Regions from separate parts of the Mus musculus genome. Here regions 1, 3 and 4 are each linked to region 2. The links are chromatin contacts, called in public Hi-C maps. All regions are on one chromosome and are shown on one strand. The core of a region is the stretch at or near the end of the contact, and the rest is flanking DNA. Distances in the headings are between cores, read along the strand shown. Region 1 has its middle 260 kb from the start of Gm36251. Region 2 overlaps Gm4657 (a long non-coding RNA gene). Region 3 has its middle 200 kb from the start of Gm24957. Region 4 has its middle 300 kb from the start of Gm36251.

Evidence for each region. A called contact is a pair of places that touch in the nucleus more often than the background predicts.
Region 1: a Hi-C map of forebrain shows a contact between it and region 2, with 7 times the contacts expected there. The contact joins two enhancer-like sites. A contact is called at or near these places in 1 of 39 promoter capture datasets (hippocampal neurons) and 3 of 484 Hi-C or Micro-C datasets (the N1E-115 cell line, cerebral cortex and forebrain).
Region 3: a contact with region 2 is called in a Hi-C map of cerebellum, with 2.0 times the contacts expected there. The contact joins two enhancer-like sites. A contact is called at or near these places in 1 of 39 promoter capture datasets (hippocampal neurons) and 3 of 484 Hi-C or Micro-C datasets (cerebellar granule neurons, cerebellum and cerebral cortex).
Region 4: a contact with region 2 is called in a Hi-C map of cerebellum, with 1.9 times the contacts expected there. The contact joins two enhancer-like sites. A contact is called at or near these places in 5 of 484 Hi-C or Micro-C datasets (cerebellar granule neurons, cerebellum and cerebral cortex) and 1 of 115 datasets of contacts at active chromatin or transcription factors (neural progenitor cells).

The regions. Positions count from the first base shown.
Region 1 is chr9:112,859,162-112,862,311 of GRCm38.p6, forward strand. No RefSeq gene overlaps it. Among named protein-coding and RNA genes, the nearest start is that of Gm36251, 260 kb to the right of the region's middle. Within about 2 kb of position 1,385, at least 12 of the 459 cell types and tissues checked have an H3K27ac peak or open chromatin away from gene starts, as enhancers often do. A contact at or near this core is called in forebrain, where this site is marked.
Region 2 is chr9:113,176,049-113,178,930 of GRCm38.p6, forward strand. The region is part of intron 2 of Gm4657 (a long non-coding RNA gene); the gene reads right to left. Among named protein-coding and RNA genes, the nearest start is that of Gm4657, 22 kb to the right of the region's middle. Within about 2 kb of position 1,258, at least 32 of the 459 cell types and tissues checked have an H3K27ac peak or open chromatin away from gene starts, as enhancers often do. A contact at or near this core is called in cerebellar granule neurons, cerebellum and forebrain, where this site is marked.
Region 3 is chr9:112,720,721-112,723,983 of GRCm38.p6, forward strand. No RefSeq gene overlaps it. Among named protein-coding and RNA genes, the nearest start is that of Gm24957, 200 kb to the left of the region's middle. Within about 2 kb of position 1,956, at least 3 of the 459 cell types and tissues checked have an H3K27ac peak or open chromatin away from gene starts, as enhancers often do. A contact at or near this core is called in cerebellar granule neurons and cerebellum, where this site is marked.
Region 4 is chr9:112,825,389-112,828,334 of GRCm38.p6, forward strand. No RefSeq gene overlaps it. Among named protein-coding and RNA genes, the nearest start is that of Gm36251, 300 kb to the right of the region's middle. Within about 2 kb of position 1,378, at least 7 of the 459 cell types and tissues checked have an H3K27ac peak or open chromatin away from gene starts, as enhancers often do. A contact at or near this core is called in cerebellar granule neurons and cerebellum, where this site is marked.

The sequences.
Region 1 (3,150 bases), core at 135-2,634, 320 kb before region 2:
CCCTCTGGAAGCAACTGTTGTGTAACATTTGCTGACCAAAATCCGATTCTTTCTTCTGCTAAAATACTTCAATTTGAAGGTAGATTAAATGAACATTTATATTCAGAACTCTCCCGAGAGTTTGGAACATTTTAATACTAAGTAGAATTTAATGAGTCTTCAGATATTAATAATGTCATTTGCTGCTCTTTATTGTTGTGTGCATGAAATGTTTCCTGAGAAATGGACCTTAAAAGAAGGACCAGTAAGGAATTGGGTTCTCAAATGAAACAAACACCATCTGTGCCTCCTGGAAATAATTGCTTGTATTGTCTTAATTGTCATATGGCAACATCCAGGACCTAAAGCGAGGCAAATGGGGAGGATTGTAGAATTGTTACGAAGTAGGGCTGGGCTCACCCATCGAACCCAGGAGGGGGCTGGGAGACACTGAAGGAACAAGCCCAACCTCCATCTCTAGACAGATGCATATAAGTGAGTATTTTCCAACCCAAGAAAGCCCAGATCAGTTGAACTTCATGGTATTGTTTTTATTGATTCATGTCACTGAAATTCTGTAGTAGGTTATTATTCATCTAGGACCAACCTACATGTATTTCCCCTGAGCTAAACAACTGGTTTTCAACACAGGTTTAGAGGCTAGGGGAAGTGGTTCTGTCAATAAAATGCTTACCATGCAAGCATGAGGACTTGAGTTCAAGTCCCCAGAACCCATATGAATAAAGTTGGGTATGGTGGCACATGCTTGTGTTCTCAGTACTGGGGAGACAGAGACAGGAATATTCCCTAAGGCTCAAAGGCCATCTAGCCTAGTTGCCTAAGTAAGTTCCAGGCAAAATCAAAAACCAAAACCAAAAACATTAAGACCATGTCTCCAAAAACACAAGGTGAGTTACCCCTGAGGAATGACAGCTGAAGCTGACCTCTAGGCTCCACACATGTTCACACAAATTAGAACACGCACACAAACACACACAGGCACAAACATATACACACCATAAAATTTAGAGTCACTCTTTTCTAATTGCATTTCACTGAAGCTTGCTAGACTTAACACACACTTTCCATTGCTTGTATGAAACTAGTGACTCAATCGCTCAAGCTGCAGACGTTTTGATAGTCTCATGAGCCCGTCATTTTGGAAAAGAAACACAAACAAAAAACCAATATGTTTGCCTAAGAGTGGGAGGAAAAACGACACTGGTAGAGGTGAAGAGCAATCGGAGCTGAGAACCTGCTCGGAGGTGTATAAAACACACATTCAGCAATACCACCTCCTTCCCCTGTGTTACACAAGGAAACTGTTCAGTAAGACTCTGGCATACACTGAGTGTCTGATAAGATTTGCTGAAATGGGAGTGGCCATGTGCCTTTATGCTTGCTCCTGCCAAGAGCCAAGAGATGCTGCAGTCAGTAGCAAGACCTTCCTTCATGGGGAGCTCCAGCATGGCAACTCAGCAGGGAACCTGCTGGGTTTCACTGTGAAAACCTCTTATTTACATTAAATTGCATCAGACTTCCCTCTGTCACCCAAGCTGGCACATGTTGCCATGGAGATAACTGTGCTTAGAATGTGAAAGTTCCATAAACTGCAGACTCAGCATACTTAAGAGACACAAACTCTCATTTCTTACAAACATCATGTGTAACATCATCAAATTAAAAATGGATTCTGGTTAGCTCCAAGTTCTAGATTTCCTATAGCTATGTTTCTAGTTCTTAGTACAGATAGAATAAAGACAGGCGCATATGTAACTTAAATGTTTCTTCTCTTATCTCCATCAGGCCCCTGCTTCTGTCCCAACCATAAATTGAGAGCAGAAATAGAAAATCAAATGAAACCAACATCAAATTCCACTACTGCTTACAAGGAAAGGCCAGCTCTGGGCACGCACTGTTTTCCATTTAAAGCTGCCGTTGAAATATGGTCTAATCACCAAGAAATTGAGAGAACCGGTTGCTCACATCCACAGCTAGCTCCTTCATTATCTGTAGCCCTTCACATCGGGGAAGCTGTTAGGCTTGTAAGGAAGGAACACAAGAGTTAAGTGAAGAACAAGGCAAAAGGAGCTAATAAATTCATTTCACTTAGCAGATTTCCAGCTGGTAGGTCTTTCTTAATGGGCAGAAGGAAGTGAGAGAAAAGTCAGGCCGAGTGACTCATCGGATCCCGCTCCGTGAGAGAATTAGATTTAAGTGGAAAAGGATGTTTCCTAGGAAACTACGTGATCTTCTTGGGGAACATCAAACAGGACCAATTTCCTAACAACAACCGTACTAAATTGATCTACCTCAGACAGCTTTATCAGTCAGGGGGAAATTAGAAGCCTTTTGTTTTCTTGGTCACTGTCATCAGATTGTCTACCATTCGAAGGCTTCTGGTGCTGCTTTTCTGACCTCCCGATAGGAATGATGTCTGCCCGCATGTCATTGAGAAGAAGTCATCCCTTCTTGCACCCTGCATCTTCTCCCAAGCCTTTGCAACTCACACCTTTTCATCTTCCTGTCTAAGCCTGGCATCAGCTGCTAATAATGTCTTTGCAGCAAGCCACAAGATTCAGTCATTATTAGAGTCACTAAAAATATCCTGGTAGCATTACTCATCTGGGGGTCTAAATTAACTTACTTGCTTTGGGCCATGACAGTGAAGAATCTGTAATTCACACTAATGGGGCAAAGGAGGCCAGCCTGGATTTGACATGTCCTGAAAATAAGTGAAAAAGACATTTCTTTTTTAGAAGAGTGCATTATCACAAAGAAAACAGAATATTTAATTCAATTATCTGTGATGGTTAATCTCCATTGTCAACTTGATGGGATTTAGAGTCCCCATGACAGCAAATCCTTGGACATGTCTGTGAGGGGGCCTTTACATTAGGGTAATGTGGTAGGAACACCCACACTCACTGTGAAGTGGCACCATTCAGTGGGATCAAGTTCTGCTGGAACTAAATCAAATAGAGGAAGCTAGCTGAGAACCGGTATTTTTCTCTGTGTCCCTGACTTTGTAATGCACCCAACCTCTTGACTGTGTCTCCATGCTTTGCCATTCGTGATGAACTGCACCCTGGGACTATAAACCAACATAAATTCTTTCTCCCTTAAGTTGCTCATCAGGATATTTTATTACAGTGAGAAAATTAGTTAATA
Region 2 (2,882 bases), core at 8-2,507:
AGCCCATGGGGCTGAGGAAATGGTTCAGTCAGGAAAGCGCTTGCGGCACAAGCATCAAGACTAAGTGTGGATCTCCGACACACATAAGAAGTCAGGTGTGCTTTCTCTAGCTCCTTCATTGGGTACTCTGTGCTTCCAGCCCCCTAGGAGGAACAACAATATGAACTAATCAGTAACCCCAGAGCTCCCTGGGACTAAACCATCAACCAAAGAAAACACACGGAGAGACTCATGGCTCTAGCTGCGTATGTAGCAGAGGATGACCTAGTTGTTCATCAATGGGAGGAGAGGCCCTTGGTCCTGTGAAGGTTCTATGCCCCAGTATAGGGGAATGCCTGGACCAAGAAGTGGGAGTGGGTGGGTTAGGGAGCAGGAGGAGGGGGGAGAGGATAGGGGATTTTCGGAGGGGAAACTAGGAAAGGGATAACATTTGAAATGTAAATAAAAATATCTAATTATTATTATAATAAAAAATGTCAGGTGTGTTCTTGCAATCACAGTGCTGCCAAGGAAGAGACAGGAGGATTTCTGGGACTCTGTTGCCACCAGCTCTCCCCTAATCAGTGAGCTACAGGTTCACAAAGAGATCCTGTGTCCAAGAGAAAGAACCAGACAGACAACTCTAGAGAAACAGCACCTGCCATTGACCCCTGACTTCCACATACAAACTCACATGTATACACACACACACACACACACACACACAAACTCGCAAACATACGATTAATGCTCTCCAGAAAACAAAAACCAAACTTCATGATTTTTGTTTGTCTGATTGTTTGTTAAATCAAACACTGGTAGAAATAGATATGTAAGAACACTTGAGCCAATCAATCCTCAAAAAAAGAGAATTTTTTATAACAATTTATGACAGATAAGTGTCATCTATGAGTGTGTTTTTACAAATTGTACCCAGTCAGGTCTCACAAACTAAAGGACCAGGAAGCAAAGGCTTCGAAAGCCAGGGAAAGGGGAGGCCACCAGACTGAGCCGCAAACCCACGCTCATCTGGCCCCCAAGTCAACACTCTTTCCAGGGGAGCTTGCTAGCAAGAAATAAGAAAGATAGTACAGAATCAAAATCTTTTTTAAAATCTACATAATTCATTTGGTTGAGTATATTTCTCTTCTCCCCAGTGGCAGCTTCTTGCTATTTTCCCCCACCTGTTAATTACTCGGGGCTGGTATGGGGGCGGACTTGGCTTCCTGAGGCAGCCCAGGCAGGTTGTCACGCTGTCAAGGATCCCTTCATTAGCAAGCTGTCAATATGCTGCCAACAGCCACCATTTGGTTTGTTCAGGGAGCAGAGCTGTGGTGTGGAGTCTTGGCTCCATCAATTAGAGGAATTAAAAAAAAAAAAAAAAGAAAAGAAAAAAAGGCAAGAGGCAGATGTCTTCCAGTCTGTTCTCCGCAACAGACTTGGGATATGGCGTGGGCTTTCACTGGGAGGAGGGCGGTGGGGGTGGGTTAAGGGAAGTGTCAAGGAGGAGGAAGCTAACAAAAGTATGGCGAGCAAGACGGAGGCGTTGAAAGATATAGACTCCTCGTGCCACGGGGTTCTGAGTAATGCTAGCTTTGGCCATGTCCTTGCTACAGTGGACAGCTCAAAAATCAAGCTTTTAAAATGGTTAGGAAGCCACCAGTTGGATTTTAAAAGTGAAAGGTGCCATTTGCCTACAACCTTTTCAAAGTTACCCTAATGAAGCAGAGAAGACCTGCCAGTCCCTGGCAGCCCTTTTACAAGCCTGCACTCTTTCTGTTAATTGGCACCGTCAACCCCTGAGCCTCCAGGCCCCTAGACTTCCCAGTCACGGCGTGCCTGCAGACATGTTGCTTTTCAGAGGGCCTCGTGTAAAAGAATGACAGAAGCCTAATTTTTGAGCAACTCTTTGCAAAGCTGGGGTAACAATAAAAACTTTATTCCTGGAGTCTCAGACCCTACTCTGCATCTCTTCCCACAATGCCTCGCAGCTGTGCCCACCTAAACTGTGCTCAGATTCTCTACAAGCAGGGAGACCTTGGGACCGGAAAGGGTTTGCAAAGCTTGCCTCAGAGCTGTCTTTGTTGTGGAAGGGAGTGTGCACAACTCAGATTTCAAGAACTGACAAAATATAGTCTGTTGTGGAGGTGCGTGCCTGTGATCCCAGTCCTTGAGTGGAGGAGGCAGCAATCGAAAGGTCAGGCTGGAGACATGGCTTAGACATTAAGAATACTGGCTGTTCTTCCAGAGAACCTAGCCTTGTTTCCCACCCATAGGGTAGCTCACAACCACCTGCAGCTCCACTCCCAGGGGATCCAAGGCTCTCTTTTGTCTTCCATGGTTATCAAGTGTGCACATAGACACACATGCAGATAAAACATGCATATACATTAGGAAATTTAAAAGAGTTTAAGGTCATCCCCAGCTACATAGTAAGCTCAAGGACAGCCTGGGCTACGCGAGCCTTTTCCAGGGTGCGCGTCTTCACAGGAAGTACCTCTTTCTTTTGCTTTTTCCTTCCTTCCTTGCTTCCTTCCTTCCTTCCTCTCTCTTTCTTTCTTTCTTCATTTCTTCCTTGTCTTGTCTTTCTTCCTTTACTTCCTTCTATTTTCTTTCTTTCTTCTTCTTCTTCTTCTTCTTCTTTTTTTTTTTTTTTGGTTTTTCGAGACAGGGTTTCTCTGTGTAGCCCTGGCTGTCCTGGAACTCACTTTGTAGACCAGGCTGGCCTCGAACTCAGAAATCCGACTGCCTCTGCCTCCTGAGTGCTGGGATTAAAGGCATGCGCCACCACGCCCGGCTTCTTTTCTTTTCTTTTCTTTTCTTTTCTTTTCTTTTCTTTATGTGAAACATTCATAAAACTGGAATGTTCGGAAGTCATAGAAAAGAAAAATTAATGGTCGATG
Region 3 (3,263 bases), core at 706-3,205, 450 kb before region 2:
ATTCATAACTAAGAAACTATCTGTTAGGAATAAAATTTTAAAGGGGACACATATCCAGCTATAACTTTAATGTAGACAAGGACCCCTATCCTACCATTGCCAAGGGTTTTTTGCTCAAGTTTAAATATAGGTTAGGACTTAAAGGGTCTATGATAGTCACGATGGGGACATTTTTATGAGGCATAGATAAACTTCAGAACCTTGAACTTCAAATGCTCCTGAAGCTAGTTTTCCAGCAAAACTAGCCTCTATAGACCATAGAAGGAAACTAGTTTTTGCAGTGTAAAGATTTGTCAGTGGCCTTATCTGGATGGGTACTTCACAAGGAGCCTTAATTTTATACTAGACCTAAATACACCACCTTCCATTTTCTCTTATGCTACATGGTGACTGAAGAGCCAGCAGAACCAATAATCACATTCTTATCTGGGAAGAATTTGGTTAACATTGGTAGACTGGAGATTCTAACAGTGTCTGTCCAGCAGTTCGGGACCCAGAGATGGAATAAAAGTTTTCTTGGTTGGTTTTGTAAAGCTTGGATTCATTAGCTCCCTGGATTAACAAGATCAGGGTTCTATAACTTATCTGTAATACAATATAGAATAGAATTTGAAAGCTCTGGAATATGAATATGTTAGAATAACTGGTGTGTCAGTGTTAATTGTCAATTTGCCAGAGTCTAGAATCTCCTGGGAGATGGGTCACTGGGCATACCAATCACATAGTATAGATTTAGATAGTTAATGTGTGAATATTCTTTTTACTGTGAGTGGGATCATTCCCTGGGAAGAGGTCCTTGGACTAAATAATACACAGACGGACAGACAGATCTCTACAAACTGGAGAAAGAAAGCTGAGAGCTAGCATGAATGCACTTATCACTCTCTGCTTTCAGACTATGGAAGTGATTAGACCAGATGTTCAAGTTCCTGGTGCCATGAATTTACATACTGCCACAACAGACTGTACCTTGAACTGTGAGTTAAAATAAAGTCTTTTTTGCTTCTGGGGGTTTTTCTTTCCCAGCCACAGAAAGATATCTGAAGCATTCCTTGAGGTTCTCCAAGAGAAAGGAGTCTTCACTAAGGCACTAAAATATGCTTTCCTGAAGGGAATGCAGCCTCATTACCAACCTCTGCTGCTGTCTTTGGCTGTTTCTCAGTTTGGGTATAAAACATTAGGGACTGTAACTTTCACCATTAAGTATCAGAACTTTGTATTTTAGTGAGGTAACATGGCCATGTGATGTCAGATGCCATATGGTAATATGCAACCATTTCTGACCATGATGACGTATAATTATTGTGTTGTGGTTATTGCAAAACACACGGGAACATGGTTGTTCCAGTCATCAGAACCATATGATGGTGACTGATTCCTGGTGTCCCAAGGCCAAAAGTAAGAATGTCAACTGCCAACTTACTAAATTGTTAATATATATATATTATATATATTATATATATATATATATATATAGGCAGATATATATATATATATATATATATATATTATATATATATATATATAGGCAGATCCTAATCACAAAGATAAACGGTCCGAGTGTCTCAACTTGTTGAATCTGTTTGAAGAGTCTGCGCCCAGAAAACCTAGGAAAGAAGAGTCCAATTCCTCCCTTTCCATGGCAATACGATGTGTCTGTGTCTCATGGAATATACACTCACATTTAATTTTGCAGAACTATAAAAGCCCTCAGTTTGCACTCATTATGGATAGAACTCCCCATAGCCAGGTGGATGGGAGGCCTGCTCCTGGGATGGACCATGAACCAATTCTCTCAATTGTCTAGTGTTTGCTTCATGGACTCATGAGCCAAGTAGCTGTTTGGCAGCCACAAGAACTCCCGGGCAAGTTCCGCAACTTGAAACCCCGAAACAGTCCTTCCATGATCAACTGCTGTGCCTGCTGGGTATCCAAATTACCAACGGCAGAGGTTACATCCAAACACTGATATGGCTCCATTCCCAGGTTGAAGGTGGGGAGAGATTCATCAAGCCTCCTAGTGAGAGTTTGATTACATTGGACCCCTTCCATCATGGGAAGAACTGCAATCTGTTCTTATAGAAGGAGACATCTATCCTAATGCAAAGTTCCCTTCCTTGTGTAAAATTCTCCCTTCAGATTCATCTTACTTGAACAGGACTGTCTCTCAGGTGCAGGATGGCAGTTCACGATGCTCATCTCCACCCTACAATTGTGGAGTCTTACTCTGCACTGGAAGTAGGTGATAGGATTTGCCCTTGGCATTCTCTGGCTAGAATGTGTCCTATCACCTAAAGAGAATTGGCTTTCTGCGACAGCTTTCTGCGACAGCTTCCTGCTCTTCTGAAGGGAGATAGCAACTTGAACAAACATGGGACAAGATTTATCTGAGTTAGAACATATCACTATCATGAAGCAGGGTGCGCACAGAAGTGCTCTGCTCATCTAAAGAGTAATTTATAGAATTGTTGCTTTTTATTATTTCTTGTGTGTGTCCATATGTGTGGCTCTGTGTGCATATATCTGTGGGTATGCCTGTATGTGTGTGTGTATGCACGTGTCTGTGTGTGTCTGTGTGTACATGTGTCTATGTATATGTCTGTATGTGTCTACATGTGTCCCTCTGTGCATGTGTCTCTGTGTGTGTCTCTGTGAATATCTGTGTGTGTGTCTTTGTGTTCCTGTGTGTGTGTGAATGTAGGTGTGATCATAGTACAATGTTCCTGTAGACACAGAGGATAACATCTGGGAGTTGATTCTTGCCTCCCAGCTAGTTGATATAAGATCACCTCTTGCTTTTTTTGATGCTGCTCTATATAGTCCCAGCCGGCTTCTTTCTGGCAGGGTTCCTGCCCCTGCCCCTCATCTTTCCTCAGACTTCTGGCTTTAAACACACACACTGCCACTGCATCTGATTCTTTTACAGATCAAACTCAGGTGAAGAAGCCCACATGGCAGCTCCTTTCCCTGCTGAACCATTCTTCTGGCTGCAGAATCTTTTTATTATTAAAGTCACAAACTTGATTGCATTAAATTTCCTAGTTCCTAAGAGGAAAAAAAATTTTTTTTCAGAGAACACATTTCTAGAACCCCAAATTAGAAATCTGAGACTATTTATTTGCCAAACTGGTCTTTGATCTGGCAGACATAGGACAGGGTTGGGGGAAATGTTTCAATCCTTAAAAATAAAAGGGAATCTGTCCTGTTGCTGCAGAACAAATGTAAGAAAGGCTGTCTTGGTATCAGAAGTGAGGACCCTCCTG
Region 4 (2,946 bases), core at 128-2,627, 350 kb before region 2:
ATCATTTTCCCCCTCTGCTTGAAATATCATTTCTCTTGGTTCTTTGGTCTGTTCTTATTCATTAACCAGAATTTAACTTAGTCCTGGCACAACTCAATAGATATATTTCATCACATCTCAATATAGTTCATTATTCCTTCACTTTACTCCCTTAATATTTTGTATTAGAAGTTTACACACACACACAAGCATGCATGTCTGTTTATTCCTTATTGGTGTTGAGTTCTTGATAAAAGAAACAGACCCTTCATTTCTTCCTATATCCAGTGCCAATCCTGAACCAGCATTCCTCTCATAAACACTCATTCGGATGGAATTAGCGCATTTAGTTTTATATCTCTAGGCTCTGCTCCAAACACAATTGTATTAGGTTTGAAGCTTTCCTGCGCTGTCCTTGATTGTATATGTACTTGACTGAACTTGATTGTTCATAAAGTACGTGGTCATGTTATGCTTCTACCCTAGAGAATCTGAATAGTAATAATTATTTCATAGGAGGATCATAAAAACCAAATGAGTTGAGTAGTAGCAGGTACTTGACACAGTTCCTGACATGTTAAAAAAATGTGAATGTGTGTTAGCAGTCCCAATGCCACTGCCACATTATTATCAGTTTTAGCTATGCACACATTAGGTTGCATAGCCACCTGTGCACACATTAGGGAGTATGTATGGAGCTCTGACGACAATGTGTTGTCTCTTGATATGTCTATCACCATTACTGAACATAGTATAGCCTCAAGGGAAATCACTCTGCCAATTCATATGGATTTCCTTGGCCATCAGTGACTGAATATCTATTGCTCCACTAATATTTGTCAAATGAATGGTAAGATGAATGAAAACTGTACATAATAAGGCACTGAGAGACTAAGAGAATATTAAGTCTTTTTAGTGATTTCTGAAGGAGTATGAAGGGATGTCAGTTAGGACTGGGTTCTGCCATTTTTATTCTTAAAATAGAAAGACCAGGATCATAGTGCTTTAAAAAAAAAAAACAAAATAATATCCATTTTTCCCTCACTGATTCTTCTTTAGACTCCCAAGACTCAAATAGCACATTCTGCCAACTACCTTATCTTTCACAAGTCAGAGGCCACTGTTATGGTTAACTTCAGGCTCACAATCCTCGTTCTCGGGTGGGGGGGGGGAGATAACAGGGCACGTGATTACCGGCAGCTCTAACCCCACACCTCACTCAGAGGATCCCAATGATTATAGATGAGAAGGTAATGCCAACTAAGTCCTGGCAGTGACTCTCAGCGACTCTCCTTTCTGCTCTTATGTGACAAGTGGCTCCCAGACAGACAGTCAGGTGGACCCAGGATGCCCTTCATGCTGTCAAGAAGCAGCAGCCTCCTGCTGGTTAACAGCTGAAGCCTCGCCATCTCATTCAGAATACCATTCCTTCGACCCAGAGCTGGGACTCTTTGAGATCCTCACTCCTGCTGTGAAGAAGGCTGTTACCAGATGACAGAGCTCTGCTGTGGTCCAGGTATCTGGTCGTGATGGAGTTCTGTCTGTGAGGAGCATCTGCCTCCATCCTGCCAGAAACCAGACACCCCTTAACGAATGCAAGAAAGAAGCCCAAAGTCAGCTGTAGGTCTAGTTGACACCTATTCTCCCTTCATCCAGTATTTCTTAAATTTAACATTAGGACCATCCTGTCAAAATGCAGGTTCCAGATGAAAAGCTCAGGGGTTAAGCCTGAGATATGCATCTGTAACAGTTCTTAGATGCTGCTGCAGCCTCTGGCCTAAAGAAGGCACCAAGAAGCAAGGATTTAAAAAAAAAAAAATCACATCTTAAATGTCCACTGACTCTCGGGTTTCCGCTCTCATGACTCTTATCCATCATTTCCTAAGTGAAGCTAACATGTTTTTCTGACCTTCCAATGACCTTAATGTCTGAAAAAGGGATAACTCCTGAACACAATACTTGTGATACTCAGTGATTTTAAAATACAAACACCTTAAGTTAAGTTTAAAGAAAAGGAAAACCTTAGGAACCAATTATTCAATTTACGTAATAATTATCAAGGCAATGGGCTATTCAGTTCTGCTGTGATTCTGAGGTGTGAAATGGTCCTCCACAGGCTCATGCTTTTAACCACATGATGCCCAGGCTGTGGAGGTGTGGGGGAGGGTGTGAAATCTGGAGAATGTAAGGCTTACTGGAAGAAGTGAGCAACAGGAATGGAGCTTAGGGTTTTAGTGCTTACAGTGACTTCCTGATTGTTCTCTGTTTCTTAACTGCAGACACAATTTTAGCAGCCTCCTTCTCTGCAAGTATGGCTTTCAATTCACCTTGTAGGCCAGGATGGCCTTGTGTTCACAGACATGTACAAGTCTGTGTTTCTTCAGTGCTGGCATCAAACCATGAGCTTATACTGGGATCAAACATTTGGCTTATACTGATATCCCATGCAGTGCCAAAGCTTCTAGAAATAGAGTATATAGGTCAAAAGATGGTAAATGCCTCAAAATCAAATTTATTTTAATTTAAGTCGCCAATTAATTATTGACTATTCCAAGATGAACAGGCAACATATTTTTTTTTCCTTCAAGGATTTCACAATATCACAAGATGAATGAAAACTTGTGAGAACAGAAAGAAAAGAAGACACATCTCAGAATGTTCTGGAACATAGTGAGGAGACTATGCTGAGAGGTACTGAACAGAAAAGAAAAGAAGAAGGGCATCCCTTTTGTCTCTCCCAGTGTGAGACAAGTAATAGCAGCAATGTCACCTGGTTCACTTCCATGAACTTCAGAGCTTGGCAAGGTAATCACTACCTTAACATAACAGAGTTTAGGGTCTTAACTCTTTAAGTGTGGATTCTGGATCACCAGGGTCAGAGTTACCTAAGACCTGAACTTGAATCTATATTCTTACAATGTCTCCAAGCACTGCACAGTGCGCTCCATGAAGATATAGCCTGTCATC